3 separate regions of the Ovis aries genome follow, and regions 1 and 2 are each linked to region 3. Evidence: chromatin contacts called from public Hi-C data. All regions are on one chromosome and are shown on one strand. Each heading gives the region's core, a stretch centred on a gene start, on an enhancer-like site or on the middle of the called end of the contact. The rest is flanking DNA. Distances are from core to core; before and after follow the strand shown.

Region 1 (4,238 bases), core at 865-3,364, 110 kb before region 3:
AAACATCTTATGATGCAGGCCAGGAGCCCTGGCCAAATTCATGGTGGTTCTTTTGTACTTATAAGAAAGTGCTCCTTATTTTTATAGGTGTCTTTGATTTAGATGAGACTTTGGTTTTGTTCTGCAAAGAAAACAGCTAATGTACTTACTCTTTGCTAAAAATGACTGAAGTGCACAAATGGCTGGATTTATTTAGTATCAAAATGTGAGATGTTTAAAAAAATCTTAGGAATTTGAGGACACCAAGAGGGTTGCTCAGCACCGAAGGGAAAACAGGAGGAGAGAGGCATTTCGGTTCCCTGTGCCACGAATGCTCTCTAGCTTCGAATAATGCCAGGGTTTCTCTCTGCTGTTTCTTCCTTTAGCTGTTGAAAAATTTCAGCCCCTTCAAGCTCTGGTTTATCAGAAAATGAGAAAGTCTTCACCCAAAGAGGCACCAGAGAAGTGAAGACAGATTCCCATAAAAGCTTTCATGGCTGAGTCAGCTGGGAGGGCAGCTGGTGATCATTTCCTGTCTCACCCTGCAGAAGGGAGCTACCCAGGAAAGAGATATCTAAACTGGGAGGACATTAGTTGGTTCCTGCTGAAGCGACTTAGCAGCAGCAGCAGCAGTACCTCTCCAAGGACCTGCAAGGCTCGTGGCATGGAATGCTCTGATAGCCAGACAGGGAAAATACAGCCCTGTGGACCAAGAAGGAAAGTCATTCATTTATCCATGCAGTCATCATTTTTACTTCTTATTAAAGTCAGGGCTACATGGGTAATTTAGGTAGGAAACTTTCAGTATGACTCTCTCTCTCTCTCTCTCTCTCTCTCTCTATATATATATATATATATATATATATATATATATACTTAACTTTTTTCTTATTTTTTTTCTGCTATTCTCTAAAAAATCATTTGCTTGAAGTACAACTGATTTTTTGGTTGTTTTGGATTAAAAACCTTATTTACTCTGAATGCAAAACATTCGATAACATTTATTGGTTTTGTTGTTTTTACTATTCTGTGAACATCTTTTTAGAAAAAAAAAACACCATGTAGTATTATGACCTTTGTCAATGAGGAAATTCTGATTGTCCTTTTTTTTTTTTTTGGTTCAAATAACATCTATTTAGTATTATGCTCCTTCAGGTTTTGTGTTAGTTTCTGTGGGTCTAAAAAGGTAAATTATAAATAGTCCCTGCCCTTATCAATCCCAAGGTACAATGCCTTGTGGGGAGGCCAGCACATATACAGAAAGAAAGTACTAAATGAGACCCAACTAATCTTCAAATGATCTAATTAAAGAATTACAATGAGGGACTTCCCTGGTGGAGTGGTTAAGACTACAAGCTTCCAACGCAGGGGACACGTTTGATTCTGAGTTGGGTAACTAAGATCCCACATTTGGAACAGCCAAAAAACAATCCCAATGACTAGTTCCACAACTTTTTGTGTGCATGATAAAGTAGACGTAACATAAAGCTTACCATTTTAGCCATTCATCGGTGTTAGCAAGTACGTTCTCGTTGTGCAACCATCACCCCATCCATCTCTACAACTTTGTCATCTCCCCAAACTGAAGCCCTGTACACATTAAATAACAACTCCCCATTTCCACCCTGGTAACCACCCTTCTACTCTTTGTCTCTATGAACTGGACTCCTTTCAGTACTTCCTACAAGTGGAATCATGTGGTATTTGTCCTTTTTCGTCTGCTTCGCCCATTGCTTTTTTAATCGAAGGAAATCTGTTGTACAAAAATGAACATCTCAGCCTTGTCCCTGACTGATTCACTGCTTGGCTGGCCTGGTGTAAGATAGTCAACTTTTCCTAATGCCCTCAGCTCTGCAATTGCTCAACTGTTTTAGAACCGTTTTTTTTTTTTTTTTTTTTGGAAGAGTCCATCACAATGTGTGATATTAATCAATTTAAGTCTGCTGACATTGTTGTAGTGCTTAAGAGGCTGCTACTCCCTGGAAACACCGAACAGCCTCCCTCCGTGGGTGGTGGTGTGGTGAGGTCAGAAGCTCGCAGGTGGGCCTGAGCCTGCTGGGTCCCTAGGCTGTGCATTTCCCAGGGCTTCACGTGTGATCATGCAGAGAGACCTGCTATTCCTTCAGCCCAGCTGCCTGCCAGAAACCAGGCCCTGTGGACTCCCTCCAGACTCGGGCTCTGAGCTGGGCTGTCTAACAGCTTTCCACTGGGGCCAATCAGACTCTTGCCAGAGGGCCATCTCACCAACTGCTTTTGAGTCACTGGTTCTATTTGAGATCTGTCATGTGCTGGGAGCCCTCACTGGGCTTAGGGAAAGACCTGAAGTCAGTTGAAACTTGACCTGGGTCAAGTTTCCCAGCTGTATTATTGGGGCACTTGTTTATGCAGTGAAATGTGTAATTTACAGTGGGTGTGGTCTGCTGAGCAGGAGTCAGCTCTGGGCAGCTTATTGCCATGAGAAAAAGAACTCATTTTCTTGGGTTCACTTCTTTTTTTTTTTCTATTCTTTTCCATTATGGTTTATTACAGGATATTGAATACAGTTCCCTATGCTGTACAGTAGGGCCTTGTTTATCCATCCCATATATAATAGTTTGCCTCTGCTAATCCCAAACTCTCAAACCCAACCTTCTATTGATGGAGTCCGCTACTTATTCCACCAAAATATACATTCCACAAGGGCTGGTCTGATCTCTGTTATAGTCTCACTCCAGAAGACAGCCTGGGATAAAGTGTGAATATCTCCTACAAATGGAAGGGAAACATCCTCTTGTTAGGATATCAATGTACAGAGAATAATGTCGTTAGAAATCAGAAAATGATACCACTGATAAATGCACTCATGCTACTTAATCAAGAAATGGTCCAGCTTATACTAGCTTTCAAAAAGTCGAATAGGAAAAAAAATTCTTTTCATTTAAAAAAATTTTAGTCATTTCTTCTTAAAATAATATTACTGATTACCTTCTTCAATTTCACAGGATCTTATTGATACATCAATGAATCGTGTAGAATTGAAAACGGAAATTAATTGCTCGAGTTTCCAGAATGTCTGCATCGGTTCTGTAGTAGAGTTAAATGCTAATATTACCACGGAAACTGATGCGACGTTTGTGAAGCAATTGCTGTGACGGGGCCTCTGTAACATTTCCTTGTATAGGATTTTGAAAAAAAAAAAAAAAAGCTTAGGTCTTGGAAAATATTAGACAAGCACCTCTCTGCAGGCTTACCACACAAGCACACAGCTTTCATTCCCCAGTGGACTCTGGTTTTGACTTGACAGTTCCTCATTTGTCTCTGGGGTTTGAGCCTCGCTTCTGTTTTCTGACCACCAGCCAGCCCTGGCGTCTTTGTAGAAGTGGGAGGTGGCTTGGTCTTCACACAGATGTGAAGTCCATCACCAGCACACTCTCTCCCCCGACACTGTGCCATCCAGCAGAGCAGGCGTTAGTGAACAGCTCTCAGTGTGCCTCCAAAGTCACCTGTGACCACTTGAATCCTCTCTCCTCCACTGGCTTCTTTCTTATTTGGAGGGTTATCAGTACATATCCCTTTTTTAAAAAATTCTTTTTATGTTTTACATTTTGGGTCTATGTCCATGTTAGTTAATCTTTGTATGTGGTGCCAGATATGATCAGTTGTTGTTGCTGTTTTTTTTGCATAGTTATTCAGGTTTGTACAGATGTGAGAGTTGGACCATAAAGAAGGCTGAGTGCTGAAGAATTGATGCTTCAAGTTGTGGTGCCGGAGAAGACTCTTTGAGTGCCCCTTGGACTGCAGAAAGATCAAACCAGTCAGTCTTAAAGGAAATCAATCCTGAACATTCATTGGAAGGACTGATGCTGAAATTGAAGCTCCAATACTTTGGACACCTGATGTGAAGTGTCAGCTTGTTGGAAAAGACCCTGATGCTGGCAAAGATTGAGGGCAATATGAGAAGGGGGAAACCGAGGATAAGATGGTTGGATGGCATCACTGACTCAGTGGACATGAGTTAGAGCAAACTCTGGGAGATAGTGAAGGACAGGGATGCCTGGTGAGCTGCTGATCCTGGAGTCACAAAGAGTCAGACACGACTTGGTGACTAAATAGCAACAACAATTTAAGTTTATGAGGCATGTAGGAGCTTAATTCCCAGGCCAGGGATGGAACCCATGCATTAGAACCCTGCATTAGAAGGTTTAAGGCCAATGGCTCTGGTATCCTGGCCCGATCCTCTATCCTCTGTGATTGGATGGTATCTGATGTTACGTTTCAGC
Region 2 (4,238 bases), core at 723-3,222, 87 kb before region 3:
GGTGGTCCAGTGGGAAAGAATTACAGGGGATGTGGGTTCAGTCCCTGGACGGGGAACGAAGATCCCCCCTGCCAAGGAGCCCTCTGTGCCACAGAGAAAGTCAAGGTGCATCAAAGACCCAGCCAAAATCAAATCAATCAATCAATAAAAGTAAGTGCAGGGCATCAAGTAGAAACCTCATCCATGATACAAAGTTGTCTTTTTGTTTTTTTTTTAAATACACAGGCTTGTGTGCTGCACCCAGAAACTTTGTTGGGGTATCTGGGAGCAACCTATGCAAAGCAAGAGTTTTGCTCCTGTGTCCTCCTGTGTCCAGAGCCAGGCCTGCTGTGAAAGCACTCATGGGCACCAGGGCCTTGTGTCATAACCTGGCAACAAGCCGACACTACTTTTCTCCAGGGCAGCGAATGGGCAGCCTCTCCTCCAGGTGAGGCTGCCCAGGGGCCCAGCAGGATGATTTGAGTCGCGGATGAAGGCCCTGGCTAAGGGGGCCCTAAGGAGAGGCTTCCTAGGGTGAGCCTTCTGGTCACGCTTTCTCCAAGGGAAGGTGGGGTGTCTGGGCTCCTCTCCTCCCCAAAGAGGCCCAAAGAAGAAGTCATGCAGAGGACACACTCAGCTGTGGGAGGCTGGAGAAAAAGAGCCAATAAAATTGGCTTTATTTATAATGTTCCCGTGTTTGTTATTTTGTTATCCCTACTCTGTTCCCTCAGTGTAATGTAACAAGGAAAAGGATAAAAAAAATCCCCACTCTAAGTATGCATGAACTTTATGGCCTCACCGCTCCCTCTCCTCCTCTGTCCCCACCAGGCTCGCCTTGCCTGTGAATTCCTCTCCCAAATTGCGTATTTTCCATACTAACTTTTACGGCATCTTCCTCGATTAATGGTTAACAGTATTCCTTTTCTCCCCTCCGCCCCCATTATCAAAGAGTGCTTGGAATGACTATTAACTCTCTGGTTAACAGAAAGAAACATGTTAATCATCTACAAGCCCTTGGACAGGAAAATTATTCTTTGTAACCTTCTCCCAACGGCTGGAGAGCCCCTTGTCCGCCAGCAGCTGACCTTCAACCACACCTGGGTCTGGAAGCTTGCAAAACCCCGACAGTAATCGGTAATCGTGTTACAAGGGCTTCTGAGTAAAAGCCAAGGTCAAACCGCCCCCACCCCCACCCCCTTAGCGGGAATGACGCTGGGCCTCTGGTGTCCAGGGAGGGCGCCTTTCCATCCAACTACTCTCCTTCCACGACCCCGTAAACAGACCACGCTGCACCTCTTTAAAAAAAAATTGTTTTGCAAGTGAGGGCTAATCATTCTTTGTTGTACATTCTTTGTTGCTGGGAGACTCGGGGTGGCTGTACAGGCTGTTCTTTCTTGCAGCCATAGTTCAAAAGTGCTCCTTTTGACCCAAACACACACGTGTTGTAATCCTGCCCTCCCTTGTGTGGGGCTGGGAGGCAACCAGGAAGCGTGGATTCCCAAGCCAGACCCAGATGCTGGGAGGGTGACCTCTTTCTGAAGTTAGAGGGGCGGTGCCTTTGCAGGGAGGGGTAGGCAGGAGCAGCAGAGGATAATGCTCAGGGAAGTGGCGGGGGGAGGGGGGGCCGACCCCCACCCCGTACTCAACAACGGGAGCGTGGAGTATGCCATCTTGGAGAAAGTATCCCTTCATTCATTCACAAAGCCGATCTTCTGCGGAGAGGGGAAGCCTGGGGAAAGGAAAGCTGGCCTCCACCTCTGCTGAGTTTGGCTTGCTTTTCTCCCCTGCGGCCCGCTCTTCTTAAATAAGACCTGGGAGCAGGCGAGAGGTTGTTCTGCCGAGAGAGAAAGGACGCAGGCATCGCCAGACTTATTAGGAAAGACGCTGTCGGGGTCTTGGCAGGCGCGGCGCTGCGGACCACGTGGTCCTCTGCGCGCCTGGATACTGTCAGCGCTGAGCTCCGGCCCCCGCCGGCCAGGTCTCCTCCCCATCGGCCTGGAGGCTGCCCCCAGCGCCTGCCCCGCTCGGATCCAAACATTTCCACATTAGGCAGCCTCGGCGCTGGGCTCCCCGCCTCCGGCAGTGACCTCAGGTGACCTCCACGCCGGGCTCCGCGCCAAGCCCCTCATCACAGGTGCACTGGCAGTTTTCTGGGTCACCCTTGTGATCGGGTGTCCAAGCACTTGGCAAAATTTAGCGAGTGTTCCTCGGTGCTCTGCATCATCTTGACACTGTTTGCACAGACACCCTTGGGGACGCGTGAGAGGAGCTGGTGCCTCTCATTCAATCTCTGGTTATAGCAGAGCCAGGCATGCTGGCCCCTCCAAAGGCTTGGATGACCTGATCTCCCTCTGTGTCCCCAGCCCGCTCCCTCTAAGCTGATCTGACTTCTCTCTTGGACTTAAGAATCCAAGCAGAAGTTATGGATCCTACTACACACACCCATAGCTAGATTTGCGCAGCCGTATATGGCATCCACCGGGGTCTGTGGCTCTGGAGCCTTGGAAATGGGGCTGCTCCAAACTGAGATGTGCTATGATGGCAAGTTTCACACGGGATTTCGCAGACTTATGTGACAAGAGAACGTGAAGTACGCACGTGTTGAAATGATCACGTTTTGGAAAAAGTGGGTTAAATAAAATATGTTATTAAAATTAATTTTATGTTCCTTTTAATGTGGCTACTAAAAATAAATGCTGCATGTAAGACTCATGTTGTATTGGTCTTGGGCGGCACTGGTCCTGACCATCCCACTCTGGAAGCTTCCTTCTGTGCTTCACCAACAGCCTGCATTTCCCTGACAGCCAGGGACTACTCCCTTCCTGTGTCCCTCCTTCCTGCCTTCCTCCCCGCAGAACTCCTAGCCATAGCCCTGGATCCAGGCCTAGAGTCTTCTACCCAGGCAGCCTCTCGGGCAGACATTGGCTTCGAGGCCATTCCTGCCCCTGCGTTCTCAGTCTGCCTGGCTGTCACTAGGCCCTGCTCGCCTCCAGGGCAGCTTGTGTGCCCAGGGTCCCTGGCAGACAACACGCGAATACATGTGGGTGTTCAATCATAGGTTGGTGAATAGCCCTAAGCAATGGGGCAGTTGATATCTACAATTTTGATTATGAATTTGCATTTTTTCCTGTTGAGATCTGTTTATTATGAGGGCTTTAGATGTCTTGAGGACATTTATTTCATATTAGTTTATAAATACTACAGCTTCCTGATAAGTAAAACTTTTTCTCATAAAGAATCTGGCTATATTTATTTTTCCATTGTGAGGGGCAAAAACTAATTAGCCTAACATATGATGCTTTGATCGCAGTTCTCAGCACTAGAAGGAAAGGGCCAACCAAGGCTGCTTGGTACGCTTCAAAAGACGTTTTTAGAAATTCTTATCTTATTAGGAATGCGAGCATTTTAAATCAAGTAAGAGTCAAGCATCACAGTTTCATTTATTCTATGGAAAATGTTTCAGGAAAGTCACAATGTTTTGAGGGGGGAACATCATCTTCAGAGACTATCTGTCTAATATGGTGCCTGGGAACTCGAAATGTGGCTGGTCTATGTTCACGTGCTGTGTGTGTGCACCAAGTCATGTCCAGTTCTTTGCGACCCCGTGGACTGTAGCCCACCACACTCCTCTGTCCATGGAATTTTCCAGGCAAGAGTGGGTGGTCATTTCCTACTCCAGGTGGAAATTCATATATGCCATATATGCCATAAATATATGTTATTCATATATGCCATCAATACTACAGATCTCTGGGTTTCGAAGCCTTAGTGTGGGAAAAAAAATCTCATGAATAATTTTTATATTTTATAGATGATATATTTTATATTTAATGGTGAAATAATATTCTTGGTCCATTAAGTTGTCAAAGGGAATCTTACCTGTTTCTCTTTTTAAACGTGGTGATTGGAAATTAAAAATGACACCCCTGGCTCCCATTTTATTTTTCTGGGACAGTGCAGCTGGAAGGGGATGAGGTTTTGTTTACTTTGAGACATTTATTGGCATGTGTGAGCATCCCAGCCAGGTTTATCACAGCTTAGAAGACTGGGAACTTTGAGTCTTCTAGTCATTCCCCAAAACAGGCATCCAGTGTTGTGTTTGAATCTTGGTTCCTCCAGCCAGATGTTGCCTGGATAGTCCCCACCGGCCCTCTGGGAAACTCCCCGGTTCTGTAGAGTCTTGCCAGGGAATAATTACAGGTGTGCAAAGACCCTCCTGCTTTATGCACTTAGTCATAATAATTTACCTTTACCAGGCA
Region 3 (4,212 bases), core at 1,304-3,803:
TCTTGGACCAAAATGGGCATGGAACCCTCTGACTCAGGGTGGCTTTTAGAAACCCATCAGGAAGTGTTTTCCATCATTCGCAACATCTCAGAGCACAGGGACGGGGCCTCGCCAGGCCTGGGACTGGCATCAGCTGCAAACGCCATGGCCTTTCCTCCCATCAGGGAATGGGCCTAGTTCTGAGTCACCAGTTAAGAACAGGGGACGGCACAGAATTTGAGATTCAGCTCTCAAATCCAAGCAGCCCCTTCCTTTTCTAATTTGTAAGAAACTGGCCCCCAATCAGCTTTCCTTTGCTCTGTCTCCAACTGGAAGTGAAAACGTGTCTCTTGCAGGCCTCCAGCTCCCGTGCTCCTGGGGTCTGCTTGTCTTCTTGAAGCCCGAGCTCATGGGGGCTGTTTGGACAGGAGCACCCCCCCCCCCGCCAACCCCCACTCTAGCTCTCCCGTGGCTGTGTCCTCCTCAGGGGTGACAGGGTGTGTGGGGGCTGGGGGCCAGGGTTGCAGCCAGGTGTGGGACTTCTGCCCACAAAGATGGGTGAGGGTAAGTGCCCTCTAAGGAAGCCCGAGTCACCCTACCTTGGGAACTTCCCGCCAAAAGACAAAGCTCCCAACCTCCCAGGGAGCCTTATGTGGCTGCCGGAGAAAGACAGCCAAGCCTTGGTAAAAGCAGGAGGCGAGGAGTAAGGATGATGGGACCCTCCTGGAGCTTCTCCCCACCCAACCTTGGGCTGTATCCTCCTAGACACCTTTGCTTCCATCCCTGGACCTAGGAGGTGGTCACGCGTGCTCCTGAAAGTGAATGCCTCTTTCAGAGGGTCTGGAGTTGGGATGGGGCGGGCATCGGAAGGAAACGATCAGCTGTTTCACAGTGAGGTCTCCGCAGGCCCGTGAGAGCAGCCCCTGCTGTGGCCTTGCCTTCTTCCAAATAAAGGAGCCAGGAAACGGCCAAGTTGCTCCTTGTGGCAGAAACTTCTAGAACCAGAAGAGGCCCTTCCCAGCATCTGGGGGTGGGGATGTCAGATTCTGCTCTGGGCAGGGCGGGGGGTGGTGGCTGGCAACCAAGTCCCACTCGTATGTAACCTGGCAGCTCTCTGCCTGGAGACTTGCCGATGGTCACGATGTGTCGCCTCCCAGGAGATGTTCCACTTTCCAAGCAGGTGGGAAATGACCCCGGTTAAAAATAGCGGCACTGGACTCATCACAGAGTCCCCTTGTAAAGCAAAACCGTGGGTTTCCTCCAAGTGGCGCAAAGGATCAGCCGTGGCTTTTGGGTTCCCTCTGGGACTCTGGGGGCTGGGGTCCCAAATGCACCAAATCCCCCAGTGCCCTCCCCTGCAACACCCCGGCGCCCAGCACAGCCACCAGCAGAGCCCCTCAGCCGTGGCCACTGGCCACCTGCCCACCTGCCCACCCCGGGTTCGCCTCGGTGACTAGGGGGCCACTGTGACCGTCCACACCCTCTCCCCGCCTTCCTGCTCCCCTCAGTGCCTGGTGGACCGGGGTTTCTGGAGCTTTCTCAGAACCGTGGACACATTCCCAGTGGAAATCATGACATTTTCCGTTTCACATGACGCACTCCACAATGCCTCAGGAAAAGGGAGAGAGAAAGAGAAGGCAAACAGGGCCTGGGAGCCAGCCCCTCTCTGTCAACAGCCAGGCCAGGTCCTCTCTGTTTATCCTGGAGTCGCCTCCCCGGGGCTTGACAGTCAGCCTCCGTGTTCTCTCCTGCAGTCAGAGGCCCGACGACTAGGTTAACTGCCTTTTCTCTCTGCTTCTTGGCACATCTGGGTGAAGGCGTGCCTCCCTACTTTGTTGTGTTTTTTTTTAAACTTTACTTTCGACTGCCATGGTGACTGCTGCATGTTTGGCAAAGGGAAGGAGGGGAAAAAAAAAAAAAAAAAAAGCTCGGGGAGAAGAAAAGGAGCTCTCAGCGCAGGGCTGGCGGCCGTCCAGGGTAATCATGCTGCAGAGCTGAAATGAGGCCTCTGGCGGGCAGCCAAGTCACAAAGAACAAAGCTGTCAGTTCCTAATGTTGGCGGCAAAGCCTGTTTGGCACCCTTATATGCTTTCCCAGAACTCCCTGCCTTGGCTGCCTTCCATTCCCTTCAGGGCAGCAAACAGGATTAGCCCAGCTCTGAGTTGTTTTTCTTCCCTCTCCTCCAACTGTTTCCAATGACATCATCCTTGCTGCACTCATTTGCCAGCAGGGTGGTTTTTCTCTCTCTCCCCTCCCACCCCCCTCTCTCCCTCCATCTCTCTCTCACACACACACCTCCACTCCCACTTCCTTCCTGTAGCCGCCCCCCCAACCTCCTCTGACTTGCTCGAAGCGCACTGTTTGAGGTCATGCCTCTTGTCCGGCATCTCTGTGAAATGCACACACGCCCCGGCGCTTGTCCATTTCGCTGAATCAAGCCAGACGTTGTATTTTATTTTTATAACTGAATTCCTGTGAGATAAAAATCTCATTTTCCTTCGCAGGCTGTAATCAGCACTCGCAGGGCTGTGGTTTCCAACTGCCCCATCTCGTGCTTCCTTACGAAGCACCGCTGAGAAATGAACTTGGCTGCCATTCAGGTTTAAAGGGCCCGCGGCTAGTCATACATTGCTGGTTCACACACACACACACGCACAAACACACGATGTGCACACAAAGACTATTGCATGCGCACACCCACAGGCACACACACCCACAGGGCTACACAGACAAAGGGTATGGAGATACCCCCCCGAGAGAGACAGACACACACACAAGCAGCACCTAGGGTCATTCTTTCCCTTTCAAGAAAGAGAATAGGTGAACAAGTAGAAGCCAAAAGCTGCTTCCGAAAAGGCTGGTTTCAACCAGCAGGCAGGCAAGCGTTATGCAACTAATGTCTGGGTTCATGAAAGGAATCGAGGTTCGCTGACTGCACAAATGTTCCCCCGCCCCCGCCCTGCCCCCCCCAACTCTGATTCATGAACTAGTTTTCAGATTCATGAATCACTCGGGAGCCAGCAAGAAAAAAATGAGTAGTATTGATCTCATTTCAATTGAAACGGGCTCATTATGGCCACGCAGGGGCAGGGTGCAGACAACTTCCTACCACCAGACACTCGCCAGCATCCTAGGTCTGCAGGGAGGCTCCCCCACCTGTGGGTGGGGCAGGCTGGCTTTTGCAGAGGAGAGGGTTCCCCCTCTTTTGATGATTAAATAGGCAGAATCAGATCTATTGGCACGAGGAGCTGGGGCTGGACTCCTCTGTCCTCTTCCGGCAGGTCTGTGGGCTTCCTTGGGTGTTCTCCATTTGTTTTTTTGTTTGTTTGTTTTTTTTTTCACTTTTAATGAAATCTTTTAAGAGGAATCTCAGTGCAAATTCATTTCTGGATTGTTGGTGGTGTCTCAAGGACTATCTAAAATAACAATTCACCTTCTACTAGGTGAATTCAAGTTCAGATCCAACTAGGATGTCTTGGGGTTTGCTTCTTTGTTTGTTTCAAGGCCAACATGTAGCTTTTGCCTTTTTCAGCCCTTTGCATTTGATTCAGCAAAGAAAGCCTGGGGAATATGGACCCTCTAGATTTGGGCCAATCACATTTCTGTAAAGAAAAACAGTCCTCCAGCTGGGTGACTGTCATTACAGGGATAGGAGGCTCTAGGATTTCAGAAAGTCATCCTTTTCCTTCCCAAATGAAGTGAGGGTTCTCTCGCTGACTGTCAAGGAGGTGGGCGCTGAGCTGGGGTCCAATGGCATTACAGACAGGGAAACTTCAGTCCCTGGGTAGATTTATCGAGGGCTGTCCTCTAGGGAACCAGGCCTCTCCAACTGCCTTTCCTTGTTCCCCTTGAATTCCAACTCAGCCATCTTCCCTCTTGACATATGCCCCCTGCCCAGTCCAGCATGTCACACTCATCCTCCTGACCGGGGAATCGTTCTCTCTCACTCTAGAACACTGCAGTTTGGGCTGTCACGTGTAAGCAGACCATGATCAGTGTGATTGGCTTTGACTTGCAACTTTGCACTGGGATTTTGTGTGGTTTCAGCTCCCAGATCTCCCCCAAGCACCCCTACTCTCCCAGTGCTGGGAGATTTAAAACAACTGATGAGACATTCACTTTTCAGAAACCTCACAGAAGTGGGCAACCCTCAGCAGAAAAGGATTCTACCCTACGCTGCATCACTTTGGATCCAGGAGTTCGGAAATGAGACTCTCACCCATTGACTTCAGA

What was found. Hi-C and Micro-C count contacts between places; a contact is called where the count stands out from the background.
Region 1: a Hi-C map of skin fibroblasts shows a contact between it and region 3, with 2.1 times the contacts expected there. The contact joins two enhancer-like sites. A contact is called at or near these places in 2 of 16 Hi-C or Micro-C datasets (blood and skin fibroblasts).
Region 2: a contact with region 3 is called in a Hi-C map of liver, with 6 times the contacts expected there. The contact joins two enhancer-like sites. A contact is called at or near these places in 6 of 16 Hi-C or Micro-C datasets (hypothalamus, liver, mixed tissues and 3 more).

Annotation. Positions count from the first base shown.
Region 1 is chr25:6,994,182-6,998,419 of ARS-UI_Ramb_v3.0, reverse strand. LOC132658655 (a long non-coding RNA gene) reads left to right here. Exons shown (of 2, transcript XR_009598568.1): 2 at 3,644-4,238. Among named protein-coding and RNA genes, the nearest start is that of IRF2BP2, 210 kb to the right of the region's middle. Within about 2 kb of position 2,114, at least 24 of the 54 cell types and tissues checked have an H3K27ac peak or open chromatin away from gene starts, as enhancers often do.
Region 2 is chr25:6,968,270-6,972,507 of ARS-UI_Ramb_v3.0, reverse strand. It overlaps LOC132658675 (a long non-coding RNA gene), which reads left to right. Exons shown (of 2, transcript XR_009598602.1): 2 at 1-665. Among named protein-coding and RNA genes, the nearest start is that of IRF2BP2, 180 kb to the right of the region's middle. Within about 2 kb of position 1,972, at least 39 of the 54 cell types and tissues checked have an H3K27ac peak or open chromatin away from gene starts, as enhancers often do. A contact at or near this core is called in hypothalamus, liver, muscle and 1 more, where this site is marked.
Region 3 is chr25:6,881,827-6,886,038 of ARS-UI_Ramb_v3.0, reverse strand. No RefSeq gene overlaps it. Among named protein-coding and RNA genes, the nearest start is that of IRF2BP2, 98 kb to the right of the region's middle. Within about 2 kb of position 2,553, at least 48 of the 54 cell types and tissues checked have an H3K27ac peak or open chromatin away from gene starts, as enhancers often do. A contact at or near this core is called in hypothalamus, liver, muscle and 1 more, where this site is marked.